Regions from separate parts of the Dromaius novaehollandiae genome. Here region 1 is linked to region 2. Evidence: chromatin contacts called from public Hi-C data. All regions are on one chromosome and are shown on one strand. Each heading gives the region's core, a stretch centred on a gene start, on an enhancer-like site or on the middle of the called end of the contact. The rest is flanking DNA. Distances are from core to core; before and after follow the strand shown.

Region 1 (5,408 bases), core at 2,082-4,581, 160 kb after region 2:
CCATGTCAAGGTTTAAAAGAGAAATTTAATTTTACTTCTAAAGACAGTCTGAAACTGTAACATAACTGTAACACATAGAGCAGCTTCTTTTGCTTGGTATAACTACTTCTGCACTGAGAAATCACACCTCAGCAGGCTCTGAATATCTGCTCTCACAGGTTTCTCAGAAACCATTTAAATCAAGTTAACATTATGTTTGAAATCTTGTACTTTTCTGAGCAAAGCTGAATTATTTGGCTATTGTCATTTCCTGCAATTCAGCATGAATTTAGATCTGCATGATGGTATTCCATGGTAAAGAAGTAAAGTTTATTGTGTCAAACAACTTTTTATGTTAGAACCACATTTTCTCAGTGACTTCAGTTGTAAGAAGTTCTTCAGAAGAACTAACAAAGACAAAAATAACCTAGATAACAGGAAACACAAAAAGGGATTAAAAAACAGAAAGTCATCTGCGGGTTGCATTAAAAAGGAACCCAGGTTACACAGTGACAGTTTATTTTGATACTGTAGGCCTCTAAACTTAGTAGTGGTTGACTTTGGAGTTCATTCAAATTCTCACAAAATTCTCTTGAATTCTGCTTACAGAGTTCACTGTGGTAAATGTATCCTTTCTGACCCAGGCAAAATACTAATGCTGAGTGAGGCTTTTTTCCTTTTTTTTTTTTTTTTTTTTTTTTTTTAACATAATATGACACTTCCCTGTATTGTGCAGTTGCTTAGATTAGTAATAAACATGTGAGTAGAGAGTATTTTGTAAATGTTCTTTTGGACATACAAGGGAGCAAAGTGGAGCAATATAGAAGAATGAATGTGGGGAAAATACAAAGGAAAAGAAGGGAATGGATGTCAAAGCTTAGTGAAACGGAGGCAGAAGGAAAAGGAAGAAGTTATTGGATGGACTTGTATGAACTATCATTTTCTGCTATTGTCAAATTAAAGAATTAAATATATAAGACTGGACCAGTGAAATGAGAGTTGATGGTGTACTATAGGTTATCATCTGCACTTTAGTGGCCAGGTAGGTCCTGATGGTAAAAAGAGAAAGTACATATTATCATTCAACACACAGTTTATTAGTTGAATTCCTTGTTTTAGTTCGATACATTTGGAATCATCTCAGAGTATTACATTATTGAAACATACTTTTTTCATATGAATAATATAGCCTAGAATAAAAATTGAGCACAAAGGAGCAAAGCTAATAAATGCTGAGAATTTAATTCATTCCATACTGCTTCCTGAAACACATAAATCACTTTGAATTAAAGACCAAAGTTGTTTAAAATGTTAGCTAATTAATGAGTCTTTTGACTTTTAAGGTTGAGGAGATTCATAGTTGCCACTAAACTAATGGAAGAGGCTTGTGTAATTGGTCTGTCTGGTCTTATTACATTAAGAATACTAATAACATGGCAAAGGATAAAGAAATATTGTAGTTAAAGAGTTATAGTGAGGAGAAGAAAGTACTACCATTGACAAAACTGTAATTGAACTGGTAATATAGTTAACGGAAGGAGCAGGCCTAGTCCTCCTGGGAAGCAGGTGTGGTGAGTATAAAGCATCTGAAAAAGGTTTATTCTAATGTGAGCTCCTTGGAGAAAACTGGGAAGAACCAGTATTGATCAAGATAAGAAGCTGGATATTGCAGAGCTAAGTGATAGAATAGCTTAACACCAATATAGCATTTGAAAAGTCTGATTGTTGAGAAATGATAGAGATGAAAGTGGTTCACTATATTTCAGGGAAGTGTGTCTGCAAAGAAAGGAGAATGGGTAAAACATGAATCTGCCTAGGGTGGTCATTCAGCAATACAAAACATGTTCTGATGTACTTCGAGACTGACAGTAAGAGAGCTGTAACCTTGGGAACTTATCCGCTATAAATGCCTGAGGAGAGGAGCTGACCCATCTCAGGACGAATAAATACAAGGGAGGAGGGAGACATAATTAAACAAAAAAGTGTTGCAAAGTAAAGTAAGTATAAACCAGCTGATAATAACTCTAGGCTGGAAGAAAGCTTGTGACCGTCAGTGTTGGGCATTTTGATTTTTCCTTTCTTTCAGTCTCCAGGTCTGACGATCCACAGCCTTAGAGCTTGCAGCAGCTTGAGGCGGAGTCTGGAAGGATCATGACAGTTCACCCGGTCCTCGGAGAAACTCAGGGCACAGCAGCCAGCTCTCTTTTCTTCTGCAAAAACCACATCTTTAAGACAAAATTTTTGTGCTTTTCTGATCACATCTCATTCTCTAAATCCTGGCTAAACAGAGCAAAATCGCCACCTAGTGAGGATAGTGTCTCAGTTCACTCGTTTCAATCTTTGTTGCAAATACAATAGGAAAGACAATAGTCTTTATGTAATTTTTTGCTACATTTCTCTGAGTTAAAGTGCTACATAATGCTTTGCAAGAACAAAGTAAGCATTTAAGCAAAAATGAATTTGCAGAGGTGATAGGAAAGCAGGCATTCTCCAGAAGATAGTATGTGTCCAAGCAGAGATTACTACTCTCTCCTTCTGCAACCACAAAGCTGGCTCAGACCTTATAAAAAGCAGCTGCTTTAAAATCTTTATAAAATGCCTAGCAAATCAGGTTCACCATAGTGTTGAGATTTTATTAGAAATAATGACATTTAAAACGTCACTTATTTTGGGTTCTCTTTTCCCCTCCTACATTTAAGCATTTAATATTCATGTTCTCAAGATTCTTCGTGCATTGATAGACATACACACACAAAAAAACCCCAAGGAAACAAGAAAAGGAAAGGGAAAATACCTGAGAACCTCCAGATACAGAACCTGTGACTTTCAAACGAAATTGAAATTTTTCATATGAAAAATTTCTGATGAAATCATGAGTGTAAATAACAGTGAGACAGCCAGAATTTGCTGGGGGTTTTTTTGTTTGTTTTTGTTTTTTCCCCAAGTTAAGTTATCTCTGTTTACTTCCCTTGGTTAAGATAGAGTTATGGTGGTCATTGCTAATAAATATTTCTACATCTTTTTGAAACTATTTATGTCAGGCTTATCTAAAGTCAAATTTTGAATCTCCTGGTGAAGTAGCAAGGAATCTACTGGTGTAGTAGAGATTCCCCCCCCCCCCCACCCCCCCAAAAAAAAAACTTTAGGACTGAATTTTCCCTTTCCAAAAGGAGTTAACTTTAAACCACTAAATGCTTAAATTTCTCTCTGGTGTTCCACAAAACTAAATCATCCTCAAAGTGTGAATGCTACATTTAGCGATGAAATGTGCTACTCATACAGAACATGGGGAGTTACAGCAGCTGCAGATTTCAGCCTTAAATGCTGAGTCACCAGGAATGGCTTTGGAATACGCTGCAGTATTTTACTACTTTTGTTGTATTATGTGTTCCCACAGCAACACATGGACTGGGTTGAGACACTGCTATTGTGCACCAATGGCCATGCAGATAGGCAGGAAGATTTGAATCAGTCATGTCAAAAGAGAGGTCCAGAAAACTGCATATGACCTCTCACACATTTCTGGCACTAATTCTGCAACAAATGCATGAGAACAAATAAAAATGTAAGGGATAACAAATGCAGGATTGCTCTTCTGTACCATATTCTCATACAAAGATTTTTCTGAACTTGCTTGTGCTACACAGAACCTGTATGCAGGTTCACTGCTTGAAGGCCAGGCATTTGTGCACGCTCTCTGCAGGCCAGGATGGAGAGCTCGCTTCTGCCTGCATGGGGTTGACATGAATGTATCAGCAGGGCTCCTCTTTTCTGCATTCACCTGCTGCACTGCATTCTGAGACAGAGCAGAAAATTATTTATGGTGCTGCACTCCATGAGGAAGAGCAAGGAAAAGATGGATAAAGCCATATGTTTATTCTCTCTTGTTCTGAGTGTAAGATTAATCTCAGAAATTGCTTCATAGATATTTTGCACTGTTAGAGTTCTTGCCCTCTAAGAAGCAAGGCTTTTTACCTCATTCAGGAGTCCTTGGGTCGCCTAAGGTAAAAAGATACCTCAGAAGACAGGTTGCCATAGGCCAGCCCACTTTGCGAGAGCTTGGAGACCTCGTATGGGAGACCTTGAGACCCTAACTAACCTGTAGGGACACTGAGGTATCAGGGGAAGGAGAGGAAAAGTTATTAAACAGGCAGCAACAGCGGGAAAGAGCTGTGTCCTGAGGCTTTTAGTTGCACCTTCTCACACCTGGTTATCGTCTGTTGCGTGTCTGGATCGATGGAGGAAAGCTGAACTGAGAGGGACTGTAGGAGCTGCAGAGTCATGAGGGTGACCCGCGTGTATGTGCTCTACTGATTTGATTGAGTTTTCCATCTGGCACCTGCAGTTAGTCTGTTCAAGGGAATATGAGGGGGAAGATGCTTTTTCCCTTTCTTTTGCATCCCAGCCTTCTTTTGTGCCCACTGAAGTGGAGCCACTAATCTTGCAACTTCCTCAGAAGACACGCTCCATCAGCCTTGCCTCCTCGGTCTCACCACTTCACCCCCTTTCTAAGTCTGTGAGCCAAGGTGATTCTGCGCAGACTGGGTTAACAGGATGAGCTGCATGTTCCTCACAGTGTCTCAATCTGACAATGCCGCATGTAATTAAATTTGGGTGAAAGAGAAGACTAGGTACAGACCTCTCCTTTAGATTGTGGTGCTCTGGCTTTACTACTTGCCATGGTATCTACAATGGTACCCATTGCTCTACCAGAACAAGTAAACCGAGGGGACAATTTTTCCAGTAGGTTAATGGATCCCTGAAACAGGGCTGGGATCTAGACACAATTGGGCTCCACACTACAGTGCTAGAAATTTGAAATAAGAATGCTCCTAGGTGTGTTTTTTCATGTGGGCTGGGAAAAAGAGCCTTTTCTTCACAAAATAATTGTTAGAAGGGAGAAAGCTTGTGAGCACTAAATTGCCAAAGAGGATAAGGACACAGTTACTCAAGTACAGATTTGACTACCACTAGTTCTTGGAAAAAGTTCATGAAAGTCATTGCTTATGACAAATGAAATTCAGTTTCTCATCTGAAAGGCAATGTGCCACAACTAGGTGATCTAAAGAGCAATACCAAAAGCGGTGATAAGGTATGAGCTGCATCCCTGACTTATTTACTTCAGTTTCATATTTAATGAAAATTAACCATGATGTTTATGCATATATTTATATGTGATTGGACACTAGTATAGTATCTGGCTGAAATTGCTTCTACACAATCTGCCACCATCTCAATATTTCATCCTTAACAGATTTTGACTTTACCAGGAAAATACAAAAAAAAAGCAAAAAAAGAAACAACAGAAAAAGAAAAGAATCTTTTGTCCTTGCTGTTGAACCTCTAGCCAAGTAGTTGCTATAGCAATAATATGTCTCAAAATACTATATTTAAAGTACCAGCTCCTGAGAACTACCTCAGCTCTTGCA
Region 2 (5,059 bases), core at 1,892-4,391:
TTCTGCATAATTGAAAACTGTTCTACTGAAATCATATTTCAGTTTAAAAATTCAAGACCTCCTCTGATTATTTGAAGAAATCTAAAGAAGTGGCAGTGCACAGTAGCCTTCAAATATGCCAGTAAGAGTCTTATTTGAAGAAGTAATTCTTGAAAGGTGTTTTTTCCTAGTTACAGGCTTTATTTGTCCAATAATCCAAGTTTTGTGTGAAGATTATTGCTCTAGTTGTACTCCAAATGTAGAAACAAATGGGTGTGTCTGTCAGCAGCATATTTTGTTTAAAAAAAAAAAAAAATCACAGGCAAAGTAACTTATCTTAAGTTAACCCCATTACAGTTTCCTTGGGTGGAACCTCTGGAGTTAGCAGCAACACCAGCAGTTTTCGTTTCTCTGGAAGGCTGTCTAAGAGCTGGTGTTCTAGCTGTAACTGTCTGCTACTTTTAAGTAGTAGGTGTACAACTACCAATACAAATACCACAGTTTGGAAACCTCTGGCTTAAAGGTAACTAACCAGAGAAGCTCCCTGGACACTTGTGCTTCTGTAGATAGCACAGAGCACATGCTACCAGGTACCATAACGATTCTACTGACCCGTCTGTAGAAATGGTGCTGTTGTATTTTAATGTGCTAGAACACAAATTCACTCATTGTCGTCTTCAGCAATTCAAAGGCCAAAGCAAGCAGAACTTCAGAAAGTAAAGTTCAACATGATGAACCTATGGGCCGGTTTCTACTGCATCGAGAAACTCAACATTATCACACAAAGCATTTACATTTTGTTTTGGAAACTCTGAAGCCTGTATGATCTGCCTAAACATAAGGGCAACTTCCATGCAGCAATGAGTGATGACTTCTCCATTGCAGTAAAATAAGTGACACAAATGTGTGCCGTTAATTCACAATAACCATATGATCTTATTACTGCTCAGACTTGTGTCAATCACTGGTAGTGGGAGTTAAACAGCCTAAAGTAGAAAACTGAATTTAAACAATAAAGCTGGTTTGGAATTACAATATTCAAATTATTTAAGGTCATACTATAAACCTGTGACTATATTAACTGACTCCTGAAATTAGCAGAGTAAATAATGGGGGGGGGGGGTTTACTTTATACCTGGAATTAACAGAAAATATAAAGGACTACCTTGTCAGTCTATTTTATGGTGAAAAATCGCTATCTTCATTGAACTTTGAAAACATTTCCATGCAAGCCCTACATACAGAAAAAATTTTACTTCTTACTTTTGCTTAGTATTCTCACCAGACAAAACAGAAAGCCTGATACGAAACAAGTACAAAATTCTGTTTCTTTCTTGACAATTACAAGGCCCGAGCTGAACAGGAAGCTTAGCAAGGAGTACATTAGGGCACAAAACAGAGTATCCCACCTATTCTGTATCAGCTTTCCAGACAGACAGTGTGTAGACCCAAGTATCTTTAAGAGAAACCACAGATGTGATGTGTTCTGCCTTTTATAAATTGCTTGCAAGCAATCCACTGGCTGTTCTGCCAAGTTCACTCAGGCACGTGGATTTGCTAAGTTAGCTCATGCTAAGGAAGCTATATCCTCACCTGTGCTAATCCCTGTTGTCTGCAGGGATGTTTCCTGAGTGTCTGTGAAAGTAGGCAAAGGGCTGTATGTACTGCTTACTCTGTGATAACTTCCTATGCAGACAAGCTGTAACTTCCCATGTAGACGGAGAAGCTGTCAGATGAGACAGATAATTCCTTCCAACTTGTGAAGTATTTTACATTCTTACATTTGATTTAGCAGGAGTTACTCATGCAAAGCTTGCCGCAACCTGAATGAAATTTAGATCTTATATCCTATTTATTCTCATTTTACGGTTAACTGATAATCAGCACCCTTTTAAATTCTCCATTAAAGTAAATATTTTGAGAATCAAGAATATAATTTGTCAGAAAAAGGATAAACCCTTAATAAAATTGTCTTTATACTGAGTAAGAGGACATCTTCCATGGAGACTGTAAAAGCATAAAACTTGATTGCACAAGATACTAGGCTTTGCTCTGAAATTCAAATTTCTATGTGGTATTAGAATTTGTGTCAAAACTCCATTTTGATATTGAACATCTTTTGGAGCGACATCTGCCATTGTCTCCAAAGACCTGAACCGCCACCACTGAGATGCACCATGAAAGTGTAACGCGGTCTCAGAAGGCCTGACCTAACAGAGCTATGTATGATTTAGACATTACGTGAAGCAGCAATACTCTTCTTATTCAACATTTACAGGATAAATTTCTATCTTTGTTATTTATTATACATGTCACCATCAAGTTCAAATCTAAAAATATTTTCGACATTTTCCAAGAGCTAGAGCCGGATCCTGCAAACATTTTCATATGTTTACACCTGCTTTTTTTATGCCAAATGCCACTAAGATTATTCACAGGAACAGAGCACAACAGCAGGCCGCAGCAGATTAAATTAGGTAAGGAATCATTTTATGGAAGCTTTGATGCTTTAGTCTTTTATTTTTCAGCTACAACTGGATTAAAACCCTACTAAAACAACAAACTGAAATCCGCATCCAAACAACGCCTAAACGATGCCCTACGCACAAGATAAAATCCATCACGGCCCACAAACACCAGCTCTGGGGAAGTAAGAAGTTGACCCCGAAAGGCACAGACACCTAGGCCGTGAAATAAAATAAAGCGGCTCCCACAGACGAGTCACGGCCGCAGCAGCAAAGGCCGCCACAACGCACACGCACATGTACCACGATGTCGCCAGCGCGGCGGCTCGGGGCCGCGCAGGGAGCCGGCACCAGCGCGGCCGGGGGCCCGGCCCCCCGGGGCCACGAGCTGCGCTTCCCGGGCGGCGCGGCGCCGCTCCGCTCCGCTCCGCTCCGGCCTGGCGGGGCCCGGCACCGCCCCCGGGAGCAGCCGCCGCGAGGCCGGAAGGAGGTGCCGCCCGCCCCGCAGGCCGCGCCGCCGCCCCGGGAGGGCCGGGGCTGGAGCGCGCCCCGCGCCGCCCGCCGCGACCGAGCCCCCGGCCCGCACCTCGGCTCCGCCTGCCGCCGCTCTCCATCCTCACCCCCATGCTGCCGGCCGGGCCCGCGGCGGCAGCGCGGGCCGGCGCTTGGCTCTGCCGCGGCGGATTGGCCCGGCCGCGGAGGCGGCGGCGGCGGCGGCGGCGGCGGCGGGGCGGGGCGGGGCGGGGCGGGGCGCCGGGCCGGGCCGCCGCCGACGTTGCCATGGCCACGGGAGCGCGGCGGGCGGCGGAGGGGCAGGCCGCGGGCGGCGGGGGGATTTTCCCCCGCGCGGCTCTCACCGCGGGCGGGGGCTCAGAAATGCCGCCCCCGGTCCCGTGGGGAGGCCTGCGGCCCTGAGCGCCAAGCCCGCGCCTCCGCAGCCTGGCTGGCCTGAGCCTGGGGCCTGGGGCCTGGAGATTGGAGCTGGGGCCTGGGACCTGGCACCCGGGACCTGGCCTGGCGGCCACCCCCGGCCTTCTAGATGCCCCTGCTACAGGCTTAAAAATCTGAAAAGCGCTTTTCCAAATGTGTTGCTGTGAGTCCTGTTACATGAACCGGGTAAAGCTGGATTGCAGGTGACCAGATGTCTTCTTAAGTGATAGGTTACGGTTTAGCAGAAGTTTTTCTTCATTAGTGGAAGGTGTAATGTTGAGGCTTTTTCCTTGTAATGTGACTTGGAAGCCAAAGGGTAAAGGAGTGATTTAAGTCAAATTACTCCTTGTTCAGAGGAGTGAATGGCAAGTAGGCTCTCCCAGAGAGTGAGCTTAGCCCAGTCTCAGTACGTTACACTGAAGAAATTCACTCACGGGGTCTTTCAAAATAAGCAGCACTTTAAAAATGTAAACTTCTGAAAAGTAGCATTTGATCATATCACTGATGACTATTAATGCTGATGAATTTGTTCTTAACCTTTTGAAGAAGTGATAGCTTTGCATTTACTTTTTGTCAGGTAGACTTTTTTTTTTTGCTTTAATGTGAAATCTCTGAACATTTTTGCAAGAAAATTCTTGGTGTATACATTTAGAGTGACATTTTTACTCAGCGATCAGCCAGGTTACTCTGTTCACCTACGTATCCAGACACCTCAGAAGAGGCTAAGTGTTGTCTGAGCCAGAGGGAGGAAGTTTCAGAAGAGCTGTTGTAATTCTGGTTAGTAACTACCTGCACTGTGCAGGGTTCAGCTCTCCAGGAAAGTGACCTCTCACATTAGTGGTGAAATTAGAGCTCTCTGAGTCCGTTGTAGAAAACTAGTGTATTTGTTACCCATGAAACTGAGCTAACACATGTTTAACCCTTCTGAGATGTAAGAAGTAGCTTCTAGGGAGTCGTCATTCAGTAATTAATCCAAAGAGAATCGTGAAGTTACTCTAATAAAAATCTCATATGCTGCGTTTGCTAAGAGGTTTTTCTGCTAGCCAGTAGGAAGTTGCTTCATTTAAATGCTCGCACTTCAACATGAGTTATTGAAGAGGTGTGGCAAAGGATTTTAATTGCAAAATGGACATTTTACATCTTGATAATTCCTCTTTACCATCTAGAAATGATTTCTGATTATAGACATATCCATGTTGGATGAAGCCTGTGGTTTATGTAACCCAGTACTTCGTGTGTAACAGTACTCTACCAGATACTTCAGAAAACTTGAATATTTTGTCGATAGCTGAAGTCTCTTCCTAACTCCTAGGTCTTGGTGGTCAGCCTATGACTTGCTTTCAAAGCTTTTTCAGTTCCTTTTATAATTTTTGATGCTCCTATTAATTATATAAATGTCTAGTACTCCTTGGAAATGACCTTCGTTCTTGGCCTCCACATTATATCAATCATTTCAACAGTCTAATATTGCTAGTTTTTATAAAGCGCCTATTACCATGGTATTTCAACTCCTATGAACCACAATGTCATAAATAACTTATCTTTTTTGCCAAAGCCAAGCCCTTTGATAGCATATTGTCTTTTTCTCTTATGTTTCTTTTGGACGGGAGGTCAGTGATATCAGAGAGAGTGTCTCTTCTGTTGACTCCTCCATGCAGAACGTATAAATCCAGAAAGCCCCAAAT

What was found. Hi-C and Micro-C count contacts between places; a contact is called where the count stands out from the background.
Region 1: a contact with region 2 is called in a Hi-C map of ovary, with 2.3 times the contacts expected there. The contact joins the enhancer-like site here to the promoter of SPATA7 in region 2. A contact is called at or near these places in 2 of 4 Hi-C or Micro-C datasets (brain and ovary).

What each region holds. Positions count from the first base shown.
Region 1 is chr5:21,183,465-21,188,872 of bDroNov1.hap1, forward strand. No RefSeq gene overlaps it. Among named protein-coding and RNA genes, the nearest start is that of GPR65, 14 kb to the right of the region's middle. Within about 2 kb of position 3,332, at least 1 of the 2 cell types and tissues checked has open chromatin away from gene starts, as enhancers often do.
Region 2 is chr5:21,028,324-21,033,382 of bDroNov1.hap1, forward strand. SPATA7 (spermatogenesis associated 7) reads right to left here and starts at 3,142. Exons shown (of 13, transcript XM_064512217.1): 1 at 3,031-3,142.